Regions from separate parts of the Mus musculus genome. Here region 1 is linked to region 2. Evidence: chromatin contacts called from public HiChIP or PLAC-seq data. All regions are on one chromosome and are shown on one strand. Each heading gives the region's core, a stretch centred on a gene start, on an enhancer-like site or on the middle of the called end of the contact. The rest is flanking DNA. Distances are from core to core; before and after follow the strand shown. Region 1 holds the start of Ipo4 (importin 4). Region 2 has its middle 7.6 kb from the start of Gm46455.

What was found. HiChIP or PLAC-seq counts read pairs in DNA pulled down with a chosen protein or histone mark.
Region 1: an H3K4me3 HiChIP or PLAC-seq map of forebrain shows a contact between it and region 2, with 4 times the contacts expected there. The contact joins the promoter of Ipo4 here to the enhancer-like site in region 2. A contact is called at or near these places in 4 of 39 promoter capture datasets (3T3-L1-derived adipocytes, embryonic stem cells, hippocampal neurons and 1 more) and 2 of 115 datasets of contacts at active chromatin or transcription factors (embryonic forebrain and forebrain).

Annotation. Positions count from the first base shown.
Region 1 is chr14:55,633,495-55,639,285 of GRCm38.p6, forward strand. Ipo4 (importin 4) reads right to left here and starts at 2,190. Exons shown (of 30, transcript NM_024267.7): 1 at 2,036-2,190; 2 at 1,869-1,955; 3 at 1,638-1,717; 4 at 1,511-1,552; 5 at 786-915; 6 at 521-700; 7 at 218-283; 8 at 11-112. The coding sequence starts at 2,104. It overlaps Tm9sf1 (transmembrane 9 superfamily member 1), which reads right to left. Exons shown (of 5, transcript NM_001360063.1): 4 at 4,365-4,638; 5 at 2,471-3,118. The coding sequence ends at 2,725.
Region 2 is chr14:55,143,975-55,150,381 of GRCm38.p6, forward strand. No RefSeq gene overlaps it. Among named protein-coding and RNA genes, the nearest start is that of Gm46455, 7.6 kb to the right of the region's middle. Within about 2 kb of position 4,712, at least 80 of the 459 cell types and tissues checked have an H3K27ac peak or open chromatin away from gene starts, as enhancers often do. A contact at or near this core is called in forebrain and hippocampal neurons, where this site is marked.

The sequences.
Region 1 (5,791 bases), core at 940-3,439, 490 kb after region 2:
CCGGGCTCACCTCCAGGCAAAACGTGAGGACCTCAGAGAGGTGGGGGTTGATGATGGGCAACTCTGTCTCCAGCATTTCATCCAGGGCCTCCAGGGCCTCACAGGCCTTTACCTGCAGACAGACAAGTAAGTCACAGGGTACTCGCTCCTCTAGGGGACCATGGTGCTTGTGCCTCCATTTTCCTTCCAAAAGGAGACCCCTCCCGTCTGTCCTTACCTCATCTAAGGGGATCAGAGTCCTCAGTGCCGTAACGACTTTGGGCACCAACATCCGTGCAAGAGACTGGAAGACACAGGAATGAGCGTAATCACATAAAGCGCAGGTGGTCTCATCCCAGAAGCCAGGAGCTGGAGGCTTCCTCAAAGCCTCCATCTAAGGAGCCAGCCAGGCCCAGCTAACACGCTATGCCCTCAACCCTTAGGAAGAACGGGAGGCGGAATAAAACTCGAAAGCAGCTTGGGCCAAGACTTCTGAAAGCGAGGGCACGAAACCGAGAGATACAGGCAGCGTCTTACTTACCACATCATCCGGCCTGACATAGCGGGCGATGGCAGTCAGAGTGCGCAGGGAGTAGAAGAGCACTCCGGGAAAGCTGACGTCACTGAGCGTCTCATTCAGAAGCTGAAGCAGCTCGTGCTGGTGGGCATGGAATGCCTCGGGCTGGGAAGACACCACCACACTCAGCAGCAGAAGTCCCACCTGTACAGGAGCAGGGGAGAAGAGACGGTCTCGTGGTCTATCCAGCCTCTGTCCCTCCTTCCTGCCAACAGGGCAGTGCCAGTACCTCTTTCTCGGGGCTATGGGAACTATGAGTGCTGTGCTGAAGAAGGTTCATGAACTGAGGCCATCCTTGTAGGCCTTCCTTTCGAAAAATGGTGGCTGAGAGCTGGGCCAAGCTGACACTCACAGAATGCCTACAAAGAGGAGGTCCATTCATATAGAAACACCTTTTACCACCCTTCCCTTGCAAACAATGCCCCAGGCCCAAGGAGTGGCCAGAAAGAGAATGCAGGTATGTGCACGGTCTTTCCTAAGGCAGACCCCATAAGACCACCGACAGCTGGGGGTGAGGAAAGGAGGGGGGCATTGTGATCTGGCTCGGTCAGCACCACTGGACAGGCTGAATTCAATTCAGTCTTGTTTTCCCTATCTGGGTTTAGCTGATCATTTTCAGCCATTCTCAAAAACTTTAGGGTTTTAGTTGGGCAGTGGTGGCACACACCTTTAATCCCAGCACTTGGGAGGCAGAGGCAGGCGGATTTCTGAGTTCAAGGCCAGCCTGGTCTACAGAGTAAGCTCCAGGACTGCCAGGGCCACACAGAGAAACCCTGTCTCAGAAAAACCAAAAAATTAAAAAATGAAAAATAAATCACAAAAAACTTTAGTTTTCACATGTTCCACCTTCTAGGCCTGAATTAAGTCCTAGTCTGGGGCTGAAAAAGAAGGTAGAAGTCCAGTATCTCAGCCCCAATCAGTTAGGACCCCCGAGAGTGGGTGCTCCACACTTACACTGTCTCTTTCTGCAGTGCTGTCAGGACCAGGGACTTGAGGCTGGAAGACAGGTGGCAAAGGCTTAGTACTCGGCCTGTCAAAAAGTAGACTAGGCCCGGCCCCTCCCATCCTAAATCTAGCCCACCTCTCCCTCTGCTCAGGTGCCAGGCGTCGCCAGCGATTGTTCAGCCTTCTGCGGGTCAGGACCGCTGCAAACTGGCGGATCTGGGGTGAGAAGAGGTTGCCAGCCAAATGAGAATCACAGGCACCAAGAAGATGATGAACAGATTAGGACCGCAGGGGGCGGAGGCTGGAGCGGGACCAGGGACACATTGAGGAATTTCAGAATTTCGGCAAGGAGGGGCAGGTGACTCGCCTGAGAGTCGGTCGCTGTTGCCAGCAGATCGAAGAGTGCGGGCAAGGCAGCAGGGTCCCGAAGGATGGTCTGGAGCTGCTCCGTAGCCTGATGGAAGGCTGGGAGGTCAAGACCGGGCCTTTCCCACAGCCTCCCCATCCCCGTAGCCCGGTCAGGCCTGCCCATACCCGGCGGATGCGCTCCGTGTCGGGCAGCAGCAGCTCCTTCAGGATCTGTTCCAAACCCGCAGGCTCCATGGCAGCTGCCGAGCCGCCGCCGACGCCGCCGCTGCTACAGGGCCGGGTGGGGAGGGGGAGGATCGGCACGTGGAGACTCCGACAGCAACTTCCGGCGGAAAGGGCGTTACTCTGCGTCTCTCCTGTCGCCTGGGTGATTCAGCTTGCTTCCCTTCAAAAACTGCGGAAAGCTGGTGGCTGGCGTCAGTCTGGGCTTCCGTCTGCCTGAGCACCCGCTGACAGAGCCTCGGCACCGTGGGTTCCCTGTGCCGACAGTTCCCAGAGTCCAGAGTTTGTGTGGCAATAGCGAACTCGGGTTTTCAAAACAACTGCATTGACAACAGGCCTCGGGTTTCTATAACTAGACCAAAACTTCCAACGACAGGATCCTTTTTCTTAATAAATTTTATTTTAATAATTGTAAAAAGAAAAAAAAAATCAGGACCAAAACGTAAGGCAACTTAAAAAGTTCAAATATATATATTCCTTATATAATAGAGATTTTTAATTTCCAGGTCCTCTCTAAAGAGGGAAGGAAGGCGACAATGCCATCACACAATTCGGTCAGAAGAGAAGCTATCAAGTGAAATCAATGGGGCATGATGAAAGCAGGAAAGAGCCAGAGTTCTGTGGCTTAGAACTCAGTCCATCTTGAGGTTAACATAGATATAACGGATGAACTTTAAAGAGGAAAAAAAGGAGATGGTACCCAGCATGAGGAAGAAGACATAGCCAGTCAGTAAAGAGTAGCCAAAGAACTCTACTGTCTGTACTGCCCCTGACATGTTAGAGCGCCGGGCATAGTAGAAAACTGAGTAGAGGAAGATGAAGAGGCCGGTGGAGCCGACGCTCAGCACGGATCGCCACCACCAGCGGTAGTCTTCCCCAGACAGCTGGAAGTAGGTGAGCGCAATGGAGATGCAGGCCCCCACACTCAGCAGGATGGCGAAGACAAAGAAGAGGATGCCGTACAGAGTGTACTGCTCTCGACCCCAGACTGTGGCAAAGATGTAGTACAGCTCCACGGAGATGGCGCTGTGAAGAGAAAAAGACAATGCACATCATTAAAGCTCTGTTCATAGCCACAGCACGCGGAGCCAAACTCAGCCACATCTTCCGGTAGCGCTGTGGCGATCAAGAGAGCTCCAGGAGGCTTCTGCCTATTAGCTTAGTTTATTAGTTGCTCTCGGTTCATGAACATCTTCCCTGACAGGCTGAAAGCAACCATCTTAACTAGAGTAGGCATACATCTATAATACTACTATTTGGGAGGCTGAGGCAGGAGGATTGCCAAATTCAAAGTCAATCTAGGTTAAAAAGCAAGTTCAAGGCCAGCCTGGAAAACTTAAGACAGTCTTAAAATGAAAGGTAAAAAAGGGCTGGGATGTGGCTCAGAGAACAGTGCTTGCCAAAGGATGCACGAGGCCCTAAGCACACTCCACTACTACAAAATGGGAGCAAGAAAGAAGTGGAGGGGGCAGATACTGTGTTGTTTACTTCCTTCTGTATTGTTTAAAAGGTACTTAACAAACTGAATGAGAAAACACATAGGTCTTAAGCTCTCTGTGCCTGTGAACACTAAACAGAAATCAGGTTCTGTAAGCTCCAATACAAGGCTTAAAGCCCACTTGATTACTTTCAGTTTGCTGAGTGAGAGCTTGACAGTGAAACGCTCATGTGAGCGAGCTGAAGCTCACTCCTGGTCTGTGCTTGGGCTGAGCTGAGGATTATTACTGGGTTATGGTATTTAGAGAGCGGAGAAAGGCAAAGGTGAATCAAAACCCTGCTGAATGCAAGGTGTGGTGGCCCTCATCCAAGGCGGGACAACTTAAGGTTTTTGTTTTGTTTTGTTTTTTAAGACAGGATTTCTCTGTAGCCGTGGCTGTCCTGAAACTCTGTAGACCATGCTGACCTCAAATTTATAGGAGCTGGAGAGATGGCTCAGCAGCTAAGAGCATTGAATGCTCTTCCAATAGGTCTTGAGTTCAAATCCCAGCAACCACATGGTGGCTCACAACCATCTGTAAAGAGATCTGACGCCCTCTTCTGGAATGTATGAAGACAACTACAGTGTACTTACATATAATAAATAAATCTAGAAAAAAAAAAAAATAGAGATCCACCTGCCTCTACCTCCGAGTGCCCATGAGCCTTATGAGTGCCTCAAAAAAAGAAAACAAAGTAAACAGAAAACAAAATAAACAAAAAACTCTCTAGTGTCCAAAACCAAACCAAACCAAAACCACCAAAAATGGATGGCCATGGTACAAAGTGAGGATACCTGAAAGGCAGGAAGCCACCAACAGTCATGTGGATGACAGTAGACTTGTACCAGGGCTGGGGTGGGATCTCCCGGGCGATATTCTTTGTGCGACAAGGTGCATCAAAGGGACTAGCGTTGTTCTTCCCAAAGATGCCGCCAATGACAGTGAGAGGAAAGCCTACCAGCAGCCAGACTGTCAGCAGCAGCAGGATGGTTGTGGCCGGCAGCGCCTGTGTTGAACCGTTGGCCCAATGCACTGAGTTCACCACACTCCAAGTCAGGAAGAAAGGCACTGCAGGAAGGAGGGTCAGCAGTAGGAGCAACATCCCCGTGACACCCCACTCTGACTGGACCTAAAGGGAAAGGGATGAAGTAGCCTGCCACTTACAGGGCCCACCTATGCTTCCAGATGGCCAGAGCTGATTGAATCCACTTTGACCCTTTTATAGCTCATTGTCCTTTTATGTGTTTATTCTTTATTCTTTATTTTTCAAACACCATTCCCCAACCCAATGTCATCAAGAATTAAGACAGCTGGCCAGCCAGTGGTGGCGCACATCTTTAATCCCAGCACTCGGGAGGCAGAGGCAGGTGGATCTCTGAGTTCGAGGCCAGCCTGGTCTACAGAGTGAGTTCCAGGACAGCCAGGGTTACACTGAGAAACTCTGTCTCGAAAAAACAAACAAAAAAAAAGAATTAAGACAGTTGCATCATTGTGGTCCAAGAGTGATACAAATCTACCTACCTACAGAAACCTGTCTTGCCATGGCACTGATAATTCCAAGCATAAAACAGTCATTTGGGTTAAGGGCCTGTTATCAGAAAGCCATGCTTCAAATATATAAATGGGATGGGACAGAAGTCAAATACATCAGATTGGAAATCACAAGGTTCAGAATATAGACTACTACTGTTTTTGAAAAGGCAAACTGGCTTGAAATCCAGAATGAACCTACCTCCAAAATAAAAATAGTATCAAAAAATAAACTCAAGAATGCTACTTAGGAGGGTTGAGGGAATGGTTCAGTCAGCAAAGCCCCCCCCACCATGAAAGCCTGAGCACCTGAGTTGGGTCCCCAACATTCTCATTAAAGACAACAAAAATAAGCCACATCGGTGGCCAGAGCTCACAATCACAGTAGACGGAGGGCAAGAGACAGGAGGATCCTTACGGCTCACTGGTCATCAGGTCTAGCTAATGCAGTGAGCTCTAACTTCAGTGAGACACCCTGCCTTGAAGGGTAAGGGAAGCTATTGAGGAGGACCCGCTCCTGACCTCTGCCTTCCAAATGCGTGTGCATACACAGCACACATGCAAGCCTACACAGGTATGTGTGTACACATACCAAATGAAAGCATGTCTGAGGGTCTGTTGTCTCGGGTGATAAAACGCTTGCCTTACAATCATGAGGGCCTACGTTCCATTCCCAGATTCCTCCCTGTAA
Region 2 (6,407 bases), core at 3,462-5,961:
ACGCTGCAGAGAGAATCAGCCCAGGGATGGGCATCCTGACAGGTTATCCAAGAGGTCAGCCCTAAGCACACACATGGAAGAGCAACACTAAATGGACTCATGTATATATGTGTACATATATATGGAGAGGGGGTGGAAAAGATACTAAATGCAGTACTCATGTACCAAAATCTCAAAATACTTAAATAAAAAGTATTCAGATAAAAAAAAAGAAAAAAAAAGTATTCAGATAAGAGAAGAGGTTATGAGTAGTCCATGATGATATTCCGAGGCTACGAGAAAACGCTCAGTCCCTATGCATGAAGCAGAAGAGAAGAGAGAGCAATGTAGGTTTCATGCTTGCAGCTGTGCCCTGAATTTGACAAGTGACTGCATCCTTGCAAAGTGGCATTGAGCTGCTCCAAATCCCATTCACGGACTGCATTCAGCACCATGAGGAATGAGGGAGTCCGAGCTTTGTCACTCTTGAGTCGCTGTGGGCTCCTCCAGCTGAGGCAGGGAGATAACTTATCTGGGGAGATGTTCCAGTAACTATTTCACTCTTAGCTTGAAAGCTGACAATTTTTGGCTTTCAAAGAGTGTATCATTTCTACATTCGCGATAGCTGATTCAGTTTTCTCTAAAATCTCAATGACTGCCTCAAAATGATGCTGTCACTTGCCCAGACCTATATTCAGTATACTCTGCTGTGTAAGGCATGATAGCACTCACTGCTAATATCCACATAATGGAGGCAAGGAGAGCTCATATCTTTGCTTTTTATTTATTTAGTTTTGCAGTTTCTTCGGAGGATATCCCTCCATTCTTCTAGTCAGAGAACTCTCTGGAATGCCCGTCTCATTTTTTTCTCAGTTTACTCAGACATAGTGATTCCGCTGTGGACGAGAAGCAGCAGCTGAACATCTTTCTTAAGTCACTAAGGGTTTAACTTTTCAGAGAGTACAAGACTGTGCATGCCTGGTTCTAAATGGGATGTCTGTATCACCCCCACTCCCACGGCTCATTCCAGAAGAGAGAGGGCAGAAAATCTTCTAAGAGCCAGAGAGAGTGAATATTCATGGTGAAAGAGCATTTGCTGGACATGTCATTGTGTCTGCAGGCACCAATTATAGCAACCGAGACTTGTGCCTAAGACCTGTTTGGTTAGGATCAAGACAGCCCAAATCCCAGCATGGGGAGGGGAGGGCTCATGAGGTCTCACTTTATCTGAGGAGTTATTGGCAAATGATGGCTTCTGAGGTAGGGGAGTCGGTGTTCTTCAGGCATGTGGCCCTTAAGGGGCTGCCCATGCTCCAGTAGCTGCTCATAATACATGTATAGACGGCCCTAAGTAGACTCAGTGAGAAAAAAAAGAGCATGTAAAGTTGGAAGGAAAAGTGGTAGAGGAGAGGAAATGAGGGTAGATTTGATTAAAACACATTATATGCATTTATGAAATTCTCAGACAATAAAATAAAACTGAAAACAATTGCACAAGAGAAAGTGTGTTTATTTTCCCCTCAGTACTAGGGTTGAACACAGACAGATTCCTGCACACTTAGGCAAGTGCTGAGCTATCCCCACTCTCCTCCTTTAAATTTCACTGGGACACTAAGTCTCTGGTTTTCCCAGGCTGGCCTTGAACTCACCATGTAGACCAGGCAGACATTGAACTTAGAATTACCCTAACTCAGCCTCCCAAGTAGCTAGGATTGCAGGCACATGTTATGCCTGATTTAAAGTGCTAACTTCGCTGAGACCCCAGACCAACCAAGCCCGGTTTTTCTGTAAGCTTGTTTGTCCGTCTTTTCCTTATTCCCTCACTTACTGGTCAGGTCCATGGCCCTAGAGGGGCTATGCGTGGACTTGGCACAGCAACATGCTAGGCATGAAGGCCATGCTCATAATCCAAGCACTCAGGAGGAAGAGACAGGAAGATTGTCAGTTCAAGGCCAGCTTGGGCTACATAGTAAAACCCTGCCTCAAAAGTTCTTTACTCTTTTCTGAACAGAGTACACAGTTTATAAGCTGGACTTTTTTTTTTCTTCAGATCAGTTAATAAGTGTCACCACTGTTTACTAGAAAACTATCATCAGGAGTGTGTGTAAAATATGGCGGTTGCTATATGAGGCTGGCAAGATGGCTTAGTGGAAATCGATATCTACTAAATGATGGAGAGGGAGGATCAGTCTTACTCTGTAGCCTGAGTTTACCTCCAAAGGTGTTTGGGTCTATTTCTGAAATTTTGCTTTTATGACTTCAGTTGTTCACGCATCAATGCAACAATGTTTTAATTATGGCTGCTTTATTCAAAGCCCTTTATATTCTAGGGTTTTTCTGTTATCTCTTGAATGGCTTTATTATTCTCGAGGCTCCTGGTTTAGTTGCCCATTGCTCCACAACAAAAGAGCCTGCAACCCTCAAGCTAGAGAACACATTGGCTCTGACCTGCTGGTTCCAGCTCAGTGCTCTCATGAGGTTGTGGTCAAGCTACCATCTGGGCTGCAGTTGTCTTCACTAGACCAGGGCTCAAAGATTAGCTGCCAAGCTGGCTCACTGAGTAGATGGCTGCAAAACTCAGGTCTTTGCTTCCTGGACCTTGTCATGGGTGACTCTCAATGTGTTAGATAGGACTGAGCCAATACGGAGACAGGAGGGCAGGGAGGGCCCAAGATGGCACTCAGCTTTTTGTCCTAATCACTCAGAGGCAAGACTGGTTTTTTGCCAGTTGGTCTGAAGTCAGTGGAGAACACACAGGGTGAGGATGCTGGGCAGCTGCGGTCATGGGGCCATCTAAGAAGCTGGTGTTCCGGGTCTAGCTTGTTTCCCTTTTCACTTGATTTACAGTCCTGGGGTCTCATATCGTCTTGAAAGCCATCAATGCCCCAATTGCTGTCCTCATCACTGAGTGGTCCTCCTGAGCACACACCTCAAGGCACAGTGCTTTCTCCGTTGACCTCACCATGTGGCTTTTCTCGTTGCTCTCAGACGGACCGGGCCCCACGCTCATACCATTCTGCACGTCATTTATCAGAATCGTCCAATCAATGGCAAACCTAATTGTACTAATTTTGAAACTCAGTGGGGAAATGCTCACCCAGGCTCTGCCTTCCTCATTTTGGTGTTTTCAGTACTCAGCATAGTTCCGGGCTTGACGTATGTTTTCCCTAGGACAGCCTGAGCGATTCATGGGTACCAGGAACTCCAGCTATTGATTTGGTTAGTTCCAGAGGTCTGACCTGGGAAAGAGGAGCCAATTCAGTGGCTTTGCAGCTGCGGCCTGTGGCCTCTTTCTGGTGCTGGCAGAAATGACTCTGCAGCCTTGTGGCCAGCTCTGCCTCTCCAGCCAGCTGAGCCCAGAGCTGTCTTCCCGCCCATCTTGGCTTGCCCTGTTTGGGGCCTGGAGCCTGCCTGAGTTCTGAGTCTGTTTCTGATATGACAGTTTATCAGGGGGGAGAGTCCTTGGGAGGGAGGTGTGGGGGCTCCATCTACTTGTTGACAGGTCTGCCCTTCCCCCAGCTTCTGCCCTCCCCAACTTGGGTGAGGCCCTTCCCCACATTCCTGAATTATGGGACTGTAAATTCCACCCGTATTGGAGTTTATTCAGATAGAATCGGCAGTCCCAGGAAATCAGCTCTGTGACAGCTCGTGAGGTCAACCCAACACATTCACAGCCCAAGGTTGGAATGATGTGGTCTGGGACAAGGCCTCATGGCTATACCAGGGCAAACGACTCTTGGAGCGGAGTCTTCATGCCTTTTCACTTCATGTCCCATCGCTTTCTCTCTGGACTTGTCTGCAGCTGTCTGTTGCTGTTGGTCGGTCACGGAAACCCTCAGGATCACCCAAGTCACCTCGGCTTTTGGAGGAGCAGAGGAGCTGAGAGGGGATGACAGGAGCCCAGCAGCATCCTTAAGCTCTCCGCTGACTGTCAGCATTTTAAGCATTGTGTGCTTCTCATTTTCTCCTTGAGTTTTTTTTTTCTCCCTCCTGCCTGCCTTCCTCATTTCCGCCCCACTTTTCTCTCTTTACTTCCTTGCCTCTTCAGGACTAAACATTGAGCCCAGGACCTCACATATGCTAGGCAAGTGTTCTACTTCTAGTTTATAATCCCAGCCTCTTTTTTAATGTTTATTTTGTGACATTGTCTCCATAAGTTGCTCAGGCTGGCCTTGAGTTCACGATCCTCTCACCTCAGCCTCCTGAGTAGCTAAGGTTACGGGCCTGCACTACGAGGATCGACTTTCTCCCCTAATCTTTCTTTTCTTTTTCTTTGCCCTCTCTTTTTGCTTTGGACCTAGCATTGAAGGTCGTTGGCCTCTGATTTGGGGCTGGTTTGAAAGTATGTCCATTTGGCTTCTGCACTCTCAAATCTATGCATCTGAATTAATCAACTTGGACAGGCTTAGAGACCACTGCAAAGGGGATGGATCTGCTGTCAGCTCGGCTCCTTCAGACTGCCTTGGAATAAAGTGTGACTCTGGGGGCCAGTGAGTGAGGGCTCTCTTGCTCCCTCTCTCTCTGGGTGAAAGGCACACGGCATGTAAGGAGAACCAAGCATAGACAAGGCTCACCTCCTCTCTGCAGTCTGTTTGCTTGCACCAGGCTAGAGCTGTTTTTCTAGTCAGTGGGCTAGCTTCTCTGTAATACCATCAGGCAAGCTCAGACCAGCAGGCCAAAGGAAATTTCCTGAAACAGGGCGGCTTCTCAGACATGTTATAACGCAGGCATTCCAGCAGGGGGTGCTCTAACACACAAAGTGTGAATCCTTTTTCTCTTGGGTCTAGTGGAGGAGCCTTGATTCTCTGTTCACTTACCCTCACTGTGTGGGGTTAATCTGTGTTGTGGCTTGGGGAGAAGAATCCCCCAGAGGGGTATTAGAATATTTAGAGCCCCGTATTTAGAAAAGGTAGATCAACCAACATCTGAAACCCCCTTAGCCCCTGGAAATATAAGACTTTCAATGTATTTCGTAGAGAAGAGGAAGGGACAGTTCAGAGGGGAAAGGAGGAAAACTGAGGGGTGGGAGGAGAACAGGGTAGGTCCAGTTTTGGAAATAAAATATCAAAAGAAGCATAATTTGGAAGCCAAGGCTGAGCCTGCCAACGTGAAGAGTTTGGTTGCCTTCATGAGGACGCTAGCTACAGACCAGAATTTAATATAAAATTTCTCTCCATTGCTGGAGCAGCACCCATCTACTTATAATTTATAGATATCAACTCTGAACTCAAGGGAATTGGGTTATGCAAGGGTTGCTAAGGAACAAGAGCAGACGTAGTAGGTAAGGCAGGGGTTGCTTAGTAACCAGGAGTCCCTGGGTGATGGAGTGGCCAGAGTAGGTTTGGAGCTGACAGGAATCATTCACATTGCGGTCTCCTGCAAGCTCCTTCAGTCTCTCGGCCTGGCATTGCTGGAGTTCACCTCTCTTCTGGTTGCCAGTCCCCAGGGGCCCTGGATTAATCCTGTCCCCTACCACTCTCTCCCTGTCTCAGTGGGAAGCTAGTCCTAGATGGAGTACAAGCACATGGGACCCTCATATTGAGAGACACAGGAGCTGCTGGGCTGATGTGGAGCTGGCACAGTTGGATTTGGGTGAAAGAAGACCTTGTAGACAAGCTGCCCATAGTCTTCCAACTCGTTGTGCCTGAGACTCCAAGGCCAGACCCTCCCCCTGCCTCGGTATCTGCACATATCTGTGGGGGCATATCTCTTCCCTCACGAGAGGCCTCCTGGGGCCCTGGGTCTCTATGTGGAGTTACCTGGCTTGGCTGCACGTGATGGACCTGCTTCAGAGAGCTTCACAGCCTGCTTTTTAAGTCACAGGCCCCGTCTCTGCCCTCCAGACACACAGGTGTTCGCACTGTTCCCGACTCCTCTGGATGCTCACACTACATACTCCTTTTCACCATTTCTCTCTGAAGACGAGGGTGTCTGTCCTGGCTAGGGAAGCCATGTCTTCCGAGGGAAAGCTTGGGTTTCCTAAGTCCTACTTCTCGGCAGCTTCCTATGCCTGAATCATTCACATCCTGCGTGAGCCTCTGGACACCGCGGAAGCCGGCAAGCAGGGAGGAAGCTTCCGATTCAGTCCCAGCTCCGTTTCTTTCTATCTTGCAGCAAAGGTGTGGAAGTGTCTTCAGCAGTAGGGGTGTTTTAAATTAACGACGGGGTTTTCCTAGGAGGCACGCTTAGACCAGCTGGCATGGAACTTACTCAGTAGACCAGCCCAGCCTCAAACTCACAGAAATCTGCCCACTTCTGCCTCTCAAGCACTGGGTTTAAAGGCCTGTGTCACCACGCTCAGGCAACAATAAGGTCCTACCATCTAGTTCCTAATGACAACCGAGAGTATTGGCAATAGTCTATAGTGTTTTCGGGGCCTCTGGGGCCTCTCTGACTAACAACTCATAAGGAGATATCCCTGGCACTGA